Regions from separate parts of the Mus musculus genome. Here region 2 is linked to region 1. Evidence: chromatin contacts called from public ChIA-PET data. All regions are on one chromosome and are shown on one strand. The core of a region is the stretch at or near the end of the contact, and the rest is flanking DNA. Distances in the headings are between cores, read along the strand shown.

What was found. ChIA-PET counts read pairs in DNA pulled down with a chosen protein or histone mark.
Region 2: an RNA polymerase II ChIA-PET map of memory CD8 T cells shows a contact between it and region 1, with 18 read pairs. The contact joins the enhancer-like site here to the promoter of Nudt3 in region 1. A contact is called at or near these places in 1 of 15 datasets of contacts at CTCF or cohesin (the NIH/3T3 cell line), 4 of 115 datasets of contacts at active chromatin or transcription factors (bone marrow-derived macrophages, effector CD8 T cells, memory CD8 T cells and 1 more) and 1 of 9 other capture datasets (liver).

The regions. Positions count from the first base shown.
Region 1 is chr17:27,621,920-27,625,768 of GRCm38.p6, forward strand. Nudt3 (nudix (nucleotide diphosphate linked moiety X)-type motif 3) reads right to left here and starts at 1,533. Exons shown (of 5, transcript NM_019837.2): 1 at 1,168-1,533. The coding sequence starts at 1,266.
Region 2 is chr17:28,012,062-28,016,375 of GRCm38.p6, forward strand. The region is part of intron 12 of Anks1 (ankyrin repeat and SAM domain containing 1); the gene reads left to right. Among named protein-coding and RNA genes, the nearest start is that of Gm35290, 6.9 kb to the left of the region's middle. Within about 2 kb of position 1,395, at least 181 of the 459 cell types and tissues checked have an H3K27ac peak or open chromatin away from gene starts, as enhancers often do. A contact at or near this core is called in bone marrow-derived macrophages, liver, memory CD8 T cells and 1 more, where this site is marked.

The DNA.
Region 1 (3,849 bases), core at 283-2,782:
TTCTAGAACAGCCTTCACCATAGACAGTTTTACCTCACGTATTCCAAAGCCAGCGCATCATTTAAAACTTGACCTTGCTTACTTACAAAGCGCGTCTTTCGGGGACCTTTGGTAATGAAGGAAAGTAACAAAGTATACATTTCCAAAACTCCTGTTTTGCAATCCCTCAACAGCACAAAGAATGCTTTCACGGATTTTCTTCAGGCCGTCATTTCATTTAAATTCCCCCTCCTCCTCCTCCTCTTCCTCCTCCTGAGTATCTACCGGACAGTGATTCCTGGTAGTCCATCCTCCCTTTCATCAGAGCCTTTCATAACTAACGGGTCAAGTTCCTGTCGCCCATTTCAACACGATGCACCGTACTGCAGGCTTGCCACCCCAGCCCACCGCCGAGGGCCGGGATAAAACATACTCAGTTTCACTGCCCTTCATTGTTTTCAAGCGAACTGCCATCTTACCACCATGCACACACACGACAGCAATGTGTCCCCACAGGCATTTTATGAATTTCCAAAGCAGCTATTCTTTGTGGATTTACAAACCACGCGCCTTTCATGAATCTCGCTTCATCACCACAGAAACGGCTTTGTGAAGCCGAAAAAAAAATTTTTTTTTAAGTTCCTTAAGGAAAAAGGAACAAGACTCTAAAACGTTCTATTATCCTAGCTTACCCTACGACTCATCCTATTGGGCACAGCAGAGAAACGTCGGGACAGAGATCTTCATAAATACAGCTTTTGATGGTCGTGAAGTGTTCCGGTCAATATGAATAACAACCTCGACGACAACCGTGTCCAGTGCCCTTTCTTTTCAGGCTCCAACCATACGGACTCAGCAGCTCAACGTTAGAATCGAACGGCTGGCCCCGGCTTGTCGCTGCCAGTGCTCGCCCGCAGCCACCTCCCCTCGGCCAGCAGCAACCCTGCGGGGAGGGAGGGAGGGAGGGAGCGGCCCTCCGCTCCGCCACAAAGGCCGGCCTGCGCCCCATGCACGTGTGCCGAGCGCCGAGCTGCCTAGCCACTGCCCCGGGCGAACGGCGGCCAACCCCCGACGGCCCGCCGCGGGATGGCATCCCGCTGCCCCGGGCCCTCTCCACTCCGCTCCCCACCCCCCCTTCTCCCCAGGAAACCCCGTCGGGCGCCGCCGACCCCCGGCAGGGCGCCTCACCTCCTCCTCGCTCTCGCTGCGGAAGCACAGGCACGCGGCCCGCTTCTTGTAGCCGTCGCCGTCGTAGGTGCGGGTCTGGTTCGACTTGAGCTTCATCATCCTCCGGGCCCGGGTGGGGGGTGCCGTGCGGGGCCTCGGAGTCCAGGGAAGGGGAGCCTGCTGCAGGCGGGCGGCCGCGCGCGCGCGCGCCCCAGGCTCGATCGAGAGGGCGGGGAGGAGGGTCTGTGTGTCCGCTACACGGCTCCGCGGCGGGACAGCCTCATTGCCCCCGGCCCAGGCCCTGCGCCGCCGTCACGGCCGCCGTCGCCACCGCCACCGCCCCCTCTACCGCCGCCGCCCCCGACGACGACCGCGCCGCCATTTTGGACGCGCTGCGTCAGCTGCGTAAGGCACGCGGGCTCGCCGGACGGCCGCGCGTGCGCAGCGCGGACGGCGTTCCGGAATCGCGCCCGGCGCGGGAGAGCGTCTGCACTGAAGGCCGCGGAAGCTGGCGCGGCTGCTACGCAGACAGCGTAGGGCTGGGGATGGCGGAAGCCGGGTGAGGCGCGGCGCGTGGGCACCACCCGCGACCCCACGGTCCCGGGCGCCGCTGGGCAGAGAGCAGGGGCCCGCCCAAGGTCACCGGCTGAGCGGCCCAGCCCGATCCAAGGTCGCGCCGCTCAGATGACAGGGAGAGTGACAGCGCCGCTCTGCTGTCCCTCGCCGCAGACTGTCAACCTTAGCTGCTGGGGATCAGGAGTGGGGCGGGGCGGGGCTGCTCTTTGCGGTCAGTTGGTAGCTGTCTGGACATATGTGCGTCCTGCAGCCATTTGTGCAAAAAAGGCAAAAGCTGCCACTTGCCTGGCGACATGCTTGAGGGACTGGGTTCGAACCTCAGCACTGCAAAAAAGAAAATAAAAAAGGAAGGAAAGAAAAGAGAGAACGCCATCCTCTTAAACAGGAGCAGAAAGGGAGAGACTGTAAGAGTGTGCACAGCACACGTACGTAAATCATGAAATATGGTTTCTGGCCGTGACTATAACACTGGGATGACCCTCTTAGAGGACGTGAAAGTGGGCTACAGCGTTCCTGCAACAAAACGGGCACCATTACCGTGTGCTAAACGTTTAGAAAATTCTGTCAAGATATTCAAGATTTATAAATAAATCCCAAAGCGCACAGCGTACGTTTGTGGGGACAGGTGTGTGCGCCATGATTGCTTCTGTGAGGTCAGAGGGCAACTTAAACGAATCCATTTTCTCCCACCACAGAGGACCAGGAGACTGAATTTAAGTGGTCAGGCCTGGCTGCAAATGACCTTTCTGGGATATCTGACGGGTCCCCGTTACCTGTTTTAATCATCTTGTATGTAGTATACTTCATTAATAATCTAGAGGGGCCCAAGAGATGTGTCAGTTTAAAAGGGCACTGGCCATGGAGCCTGACCACCTGAGCTAGATCCCTGGCACACATAGCGAAAGGAGAGAACCAACTCCCACAAGCTTCACCGCTACATGTGCTCTATGACATATGTGTCCACACATATTCTAACTTCTTTAAAAACTAAATGAAGGGGCTGGAGGGATGGCTCAGTGATTAAGAACACTGGCTGTTCTTCCAGAGGACCCTGATTCAATTCCCAGTATATGGTAGTTCACATGGTACCATACAGAGTAGCTCACAACTGTCTGTTGGCTCCTTCACACAGATATATATACAGCCAAAACACCAATAAAGTAAAAATGTAAAAAGTCTGGCTGAAAAGGTGCCTCAGGGATAGGAGCGCCTGAAAATGTCCAAGTGTCCAGGAAGCAGAAAGCACTGGGCGTTATCAGTAATAGCTAAATACAATTTAAAACTGAAATTTGCCTAGTTTGTATGAAACTCTAGATTCCAAATTAACTAGGCAATGGCAGTAATCCAAGCACTGTGGAGACAGAGGCAGGAAAATCAAGAATTCAAGGCCATCTGTGGTTACACAGCAAGTTTGAGGTTAGCCTAGGCTACATGAAACCCCGTCCCAAAGGGGCTCAGCAGTTAAGAACACTTACTAGTCTTGAAGAAGATCCCAGTCTGGTCCTTAGTACCCATATGAGGTGGCTCCCCACCACCTGTAACTCCAGTCTCAACACCTGGATTCTGTAGGCACTGCACACAGACAGACATAACAAACTAGAATTATGCCTATTGATGCTTCTTGTGGATACTCTTCAGAATTTGAGAGTCCCATTTGATTTATAGCTTCCATAAATGTTGCTTTACCCAGGACCCTTCTTAGTCCCTTGCTGAGCCTGGTGTAACCTTGGTGGGGACAAAGTGACAGGGTTCCTGCCCCTGGGACAGGGCCCCGGTGTGAGCCTTCATGAATGTCAATGACTGCTGTGGACTTAAGGCTTATCTGTGTAATAACATGCATATTTTCTGGAACCAGTACTAGCAGTGGAAGACTCTTTCCTTCCAAGGGATGTCCTCCCTGCTAACGTTAATGACTCCATGATAATTAGAAACAGCACAAGCCCGGGAGTTGAGGGTGTGGCTATGTCTTAACAAAATAGTAAACAGTGGGGCCTTCAGGACAGCCCTTAAGGCTACGGGAAAGAGCTCTAAATACAAGACTTAAAAATATATAATTTCTCAACTATGCAAAGGGAATTACATGAGGAGCCTCACGAATCTAAAGGAACAAAAGCAGCTACACTCTAA
Region 2 (4,314 bases), core at 145-2,644, 390 kb after region 1:
ACTGTTTGCATAAGTAAATGCTGGCTCATTTTGTGTGTGTCATTTGGTAGCCCATGCTGGCCTTGAACTCATAATAGTCCTCTTGCCCCAGGCTGTGACATCGCCACTGTACCCAGGATTAGTGTCATTATCGAGTCTTCTTCAGTCAAGTGTGAGATCTTCCTCAAGCAGGGACCTCATTTGTGTCACCCCTAAGCAAATGTGATGCTTTGTGCTGGAGCAGAGAAGATGTTCTAGCAAACTCCCCTTTGCTGGCAATACTTGGGTGTTCTGTGTGCTGGGGTAGGGGTGGGGAGCAGAAAAGCTTTTCCCACCTCCAGCCACAGGAAAGGCTCCAGGGCTCTGTCCTGCCAAAGCAGCAGTTTCAGTGATGGGCTCCATACCTCAGTCTCCTTAGATAGCCCCCAGCCTGTCTCCTGCACACAGTCATGCATGCAGCAGCAAAAGCGATGGATGCCAGAACTAAATGCTTTGTACACCACAGTGTCTGTAAACCAAGCCTCCCATGCCAAGCAAGACCCAAGGATACTAAAGCCTCTTGCACAAGATGGTGGAGCCGCTGACAACCTCTTCAGGCACTCCTGCATGCTTCACGGTGTCTCTGGAGTACTAGGTGCCTAATGAAGCCATTTGACTCTGTGGTGTAGACAGTGAGAACAGGCGGTACATGTAGACCATGGGTGTCAGCTGTTTTGTTAGTTTATTTTCCTGTTTTTCAACACAGGCTCTCACTGTGTAGCCTTGGCTGTCCTGGAATTGACTCTGTAGACCAGGCTGGCCTCAAACTCAGATCCGCCTGCTTGCTTCCCGGGTGCTTGGTGGTGTGTTTGCTTTCCCTAACTTTTCACTGTGTTTCACAATTGCTTGAAACTCAGATGTGGAGGCTGACTGTAAGAACAAAAATAACTGCCTGGTCAGGTTGTGGTTCGAGGTACAGAAGTCTGTGAGGTCAGCTAGTTCCCCCACGTGCCTACTTTTGAATGGGATTGGAGATTATGGAAGAGAAAACCACAGAAGGCTGCCTGTCTACTTAGCAAAAACACGCAAGCCAGGAAACACTTGGCTGAAGGCTTAAGTGATAAATTTGTGTTTTGTAATCAGCTTTCATAAATATTAAAGAAGTGGGAGATGGTGGAAAGCAGTGATGTGCTCTGTATGCGTGCTCAGCTCCACACTTGCTCAGCAATGTCCACGTGGAGAGTGCCGTGCTCTCAGTCTCAAATGGTGGCTGAGGGACCCTCGGCTGAGCCCCTTCCTGAGAGGGGAAGAGGCGGCAGGCAGAGCACCCTGTCAGGCCAAGCCCTGAGCTTCCCCTTCCCCGCACTGCTCCTTAGAGCCAGCATGACGTCATCAAGAAGAGAGGTGATTGGTGCAGCTCCACAGAGGCATTGGCTTCCCTCGCCACCTAGAGGTGGGTGCAGACAAGGAGGTCTGCCCTTTACCCGGAACCCTCAGCTTGCCACGATCTGCAGTGTGCATTGTCCCTTGGTATGTACACTGGCGTGCTTGATCCTGGGCACTCCCACTCTAAACAAGAATGTGGCTCTCCCACCTCTGGGGACAGCTCGGAGCTTGGAATGTCTATTTAAGTTGCTTCCTGGCTCACACTGGAGTAGAAGCCTTACCCTCTGAGTTTCCATTGGTTTTAGGTTTGAAGCATTGTCCTGGCAGCTCTGCCTTCCGGGCTTTGTGTCAGATCCAGGGGCTCTCAGTATCTGCCATTTACCTGCAACTTGTAAGTCCTGGCTCCTCAGTCTGTGGTCAGACCAGTCAGCCTCCTGCTGCCTTCCTGGGCTATCATGGCAGCATGCCGGGGAAGCAGAGAGCTGGACCCCGCACCGTTGGGCTTCCTTGAGCTGCAGGCGTCTCCTCCTGCCCCCAGCCCGGCTTCCCTGCTGTCCTCACAGCAAGCAAGGGGCCAGTGAGCCCAGTGGGTACAGCACACACAACGGGGCAGATTCTGTGGTGCTGTATTTGCCAGCTGTGTGTGTGTGCGTGTGTATGCATGAGAGAGAGAGGGAGGGAGGGAGGGAGGGAGGGAGAGAGAGGGGGGAGAGAGAGAGAGAATGACACTACTACATGAACAAACATGAGCACTAAGGCATGCACCTCACTATGTAGTTGTCCTAGAAATCAACACATAGACCAAGGTGGCATCAAACTCACCAAGATCCACTGCCCTGCCTCCCAAATCCTGGGGTTAAAGATCTGCACCACCATGTTTTGGTTTATTTTGGTTTTTGAGATGTATGTGTATGGATGTTTTCTGCATGTATGTGTGTACTGAATGCATGCCTCATGCCCATGGCGTCCTAAAGAGGTCATCAGATCCCCTGAATTAGAGTTACAGATTGTCAACCAACACTTAGGAACTGGGGATTGAACCCAGGTCTCCTGGTCTTCTGAACGAGCAGTGCAGTCAGTGTTCTTGACCTCTGAGCCATTGCTCCAGCTCCCCAACATTTAAAAAAAAAAGAAAAAAAAAAAAGCTTTGGTGATGCATGACAGGTAGTGAAAGTTAATGTGTAGCTGATAAAAATGTGCTCTTTATCCCAGAGCTGAGAGTCATGGAAACATATTCTCTGAATTGGGGGAGGGGGTACCTGAAGGTTTCCCTATGCAGCACAGACTGGCCTCAGATGCAGCAGCAGAGTTAGAGGGGTGCACCACCACGGCCAGCTTTCGCTTTCTAGGACATTCTTACACAGCCTGGCTCGAGTTTCATAGTCATGGCACTGACAGACTGTGGGCAAAAAGGGTTTGTATGCTTCTAAGCATTTGTATCTGAGACACAGTAGGAGTCTCTCTTCTTTTCTGTGTGTTTATTTTTTTTCTCTGTGCAGTTATTCATCAGGCTGCTTTGTTGAGTGCCTGCTGTGTCTCAGGCACTGCTGTAGGTGCCGTAGGGAAAATAGCATCGTTCAGAAAGACCAAGTCTCTCGCTCACGACATGCGCACTCCAGAAAGCAGAGAAGGAAAGGGTGAATGAGCAGGTTTGACAGTGTGCTTGGTGGTGGGAGAAGGCCACAGGCGAGGACTAGTACAGTGGGCAGGCCAAGGGAGGATGCTTTTGAGGATGGGGAAAGGCTGGCCTGTGGTGTGGCTGGAGGTGGAAGCCACTTCCTGATCATCTGTGCTGTAAAAGCCATCTCAGGTTCCACCCTACACTGTGTCGTCAGAGACAGTGCTTTCTTTCCTGCCTCTCTCTGTGCAATGTGGCTGCCTCTCATTCCTCGTCTGTTTCCCGTTGGTTGGATTAGTTTATGTTGGCGCCTTTTAAACACTCACACATCATGGTTCTAAGTTGTGGGACTGTAATGAGATCTGACTTCCTGAGGCTTCCTCTCCATTGGGTGGACCCCTGAGTGAATTCTGTTTGGGGCATAGATGGCGGCATCCTTATCTCAGGAAGGAAGTTCCCATGAGTTCATCACATGACCAGGATTCTAAGACAAAAGAAGGGGTTCAGAATTGCTAAGGAAGAGAGTCAGCGGCCGGCCTGCCGTCGTTGGTCGGGTGTAAAGGAAGTCCGGTGGTGAGCACTCATGTGAGGCCCTGCCACAGGGAACTTGCCTCTTGTGGCTTACATGCGTCCGTGCAGGACCTGGCACATCTCACATGCACGCCCAGGAACATGGTGTGCCTTACGTGCATCCCTCCAGGGCCCGGTGCATCTTATCTACATCCACTGGGACATGATATATTTTGCATACACATCCCAAGGAGGCTGACCCTGGGTTACAAATAGTTCACCACAGCCAGGTGCAGAACTCTGAGATCTAGAGACTGCAGTCATCCTCTGGGCCTGGAGTTTGTAGGTCTACACACAGTAGGAGATTCTTAGGGACCAGAGATGATGTCCTCAGACAAGTTTAACTGGCACTGTTAAATTGGTGGGGGTGGGGGCGGGAACAAACCTTTTCTTATACAACTCCAGGAGAGCAATTCATGCAGCTTGAGTTGGCTTCCTTAGGAATCGGCAGCACAGGGCTTTCTACTCCCTTGGGGTCTCTAACAGTCCAGGTCCCCAGCTCAGAGTTCCCCCATTGCTGTTCTTGTTGCCCTTTCCAGTGCCAGTCCCTTTCAGTGCCACCAAGTGAATAGGAAGGAAGAAAGCCCGGTGGCTCTCCCGTGTCTCACCAGCTCTAATGACCCAGTGTCTGGCACCACAGGATCCCTTGTCCATAGCTGTAGGCAGCCTGATTGTCTGTCTGGACAGGTGGGAAACTGCTTGAGCGCAGTAGGGGCTTACAAATGGCAGTTTGTGGCAACCTGTTCCCGGCTGTCCTGATTTAAACAGCCAAGAAGTCATCA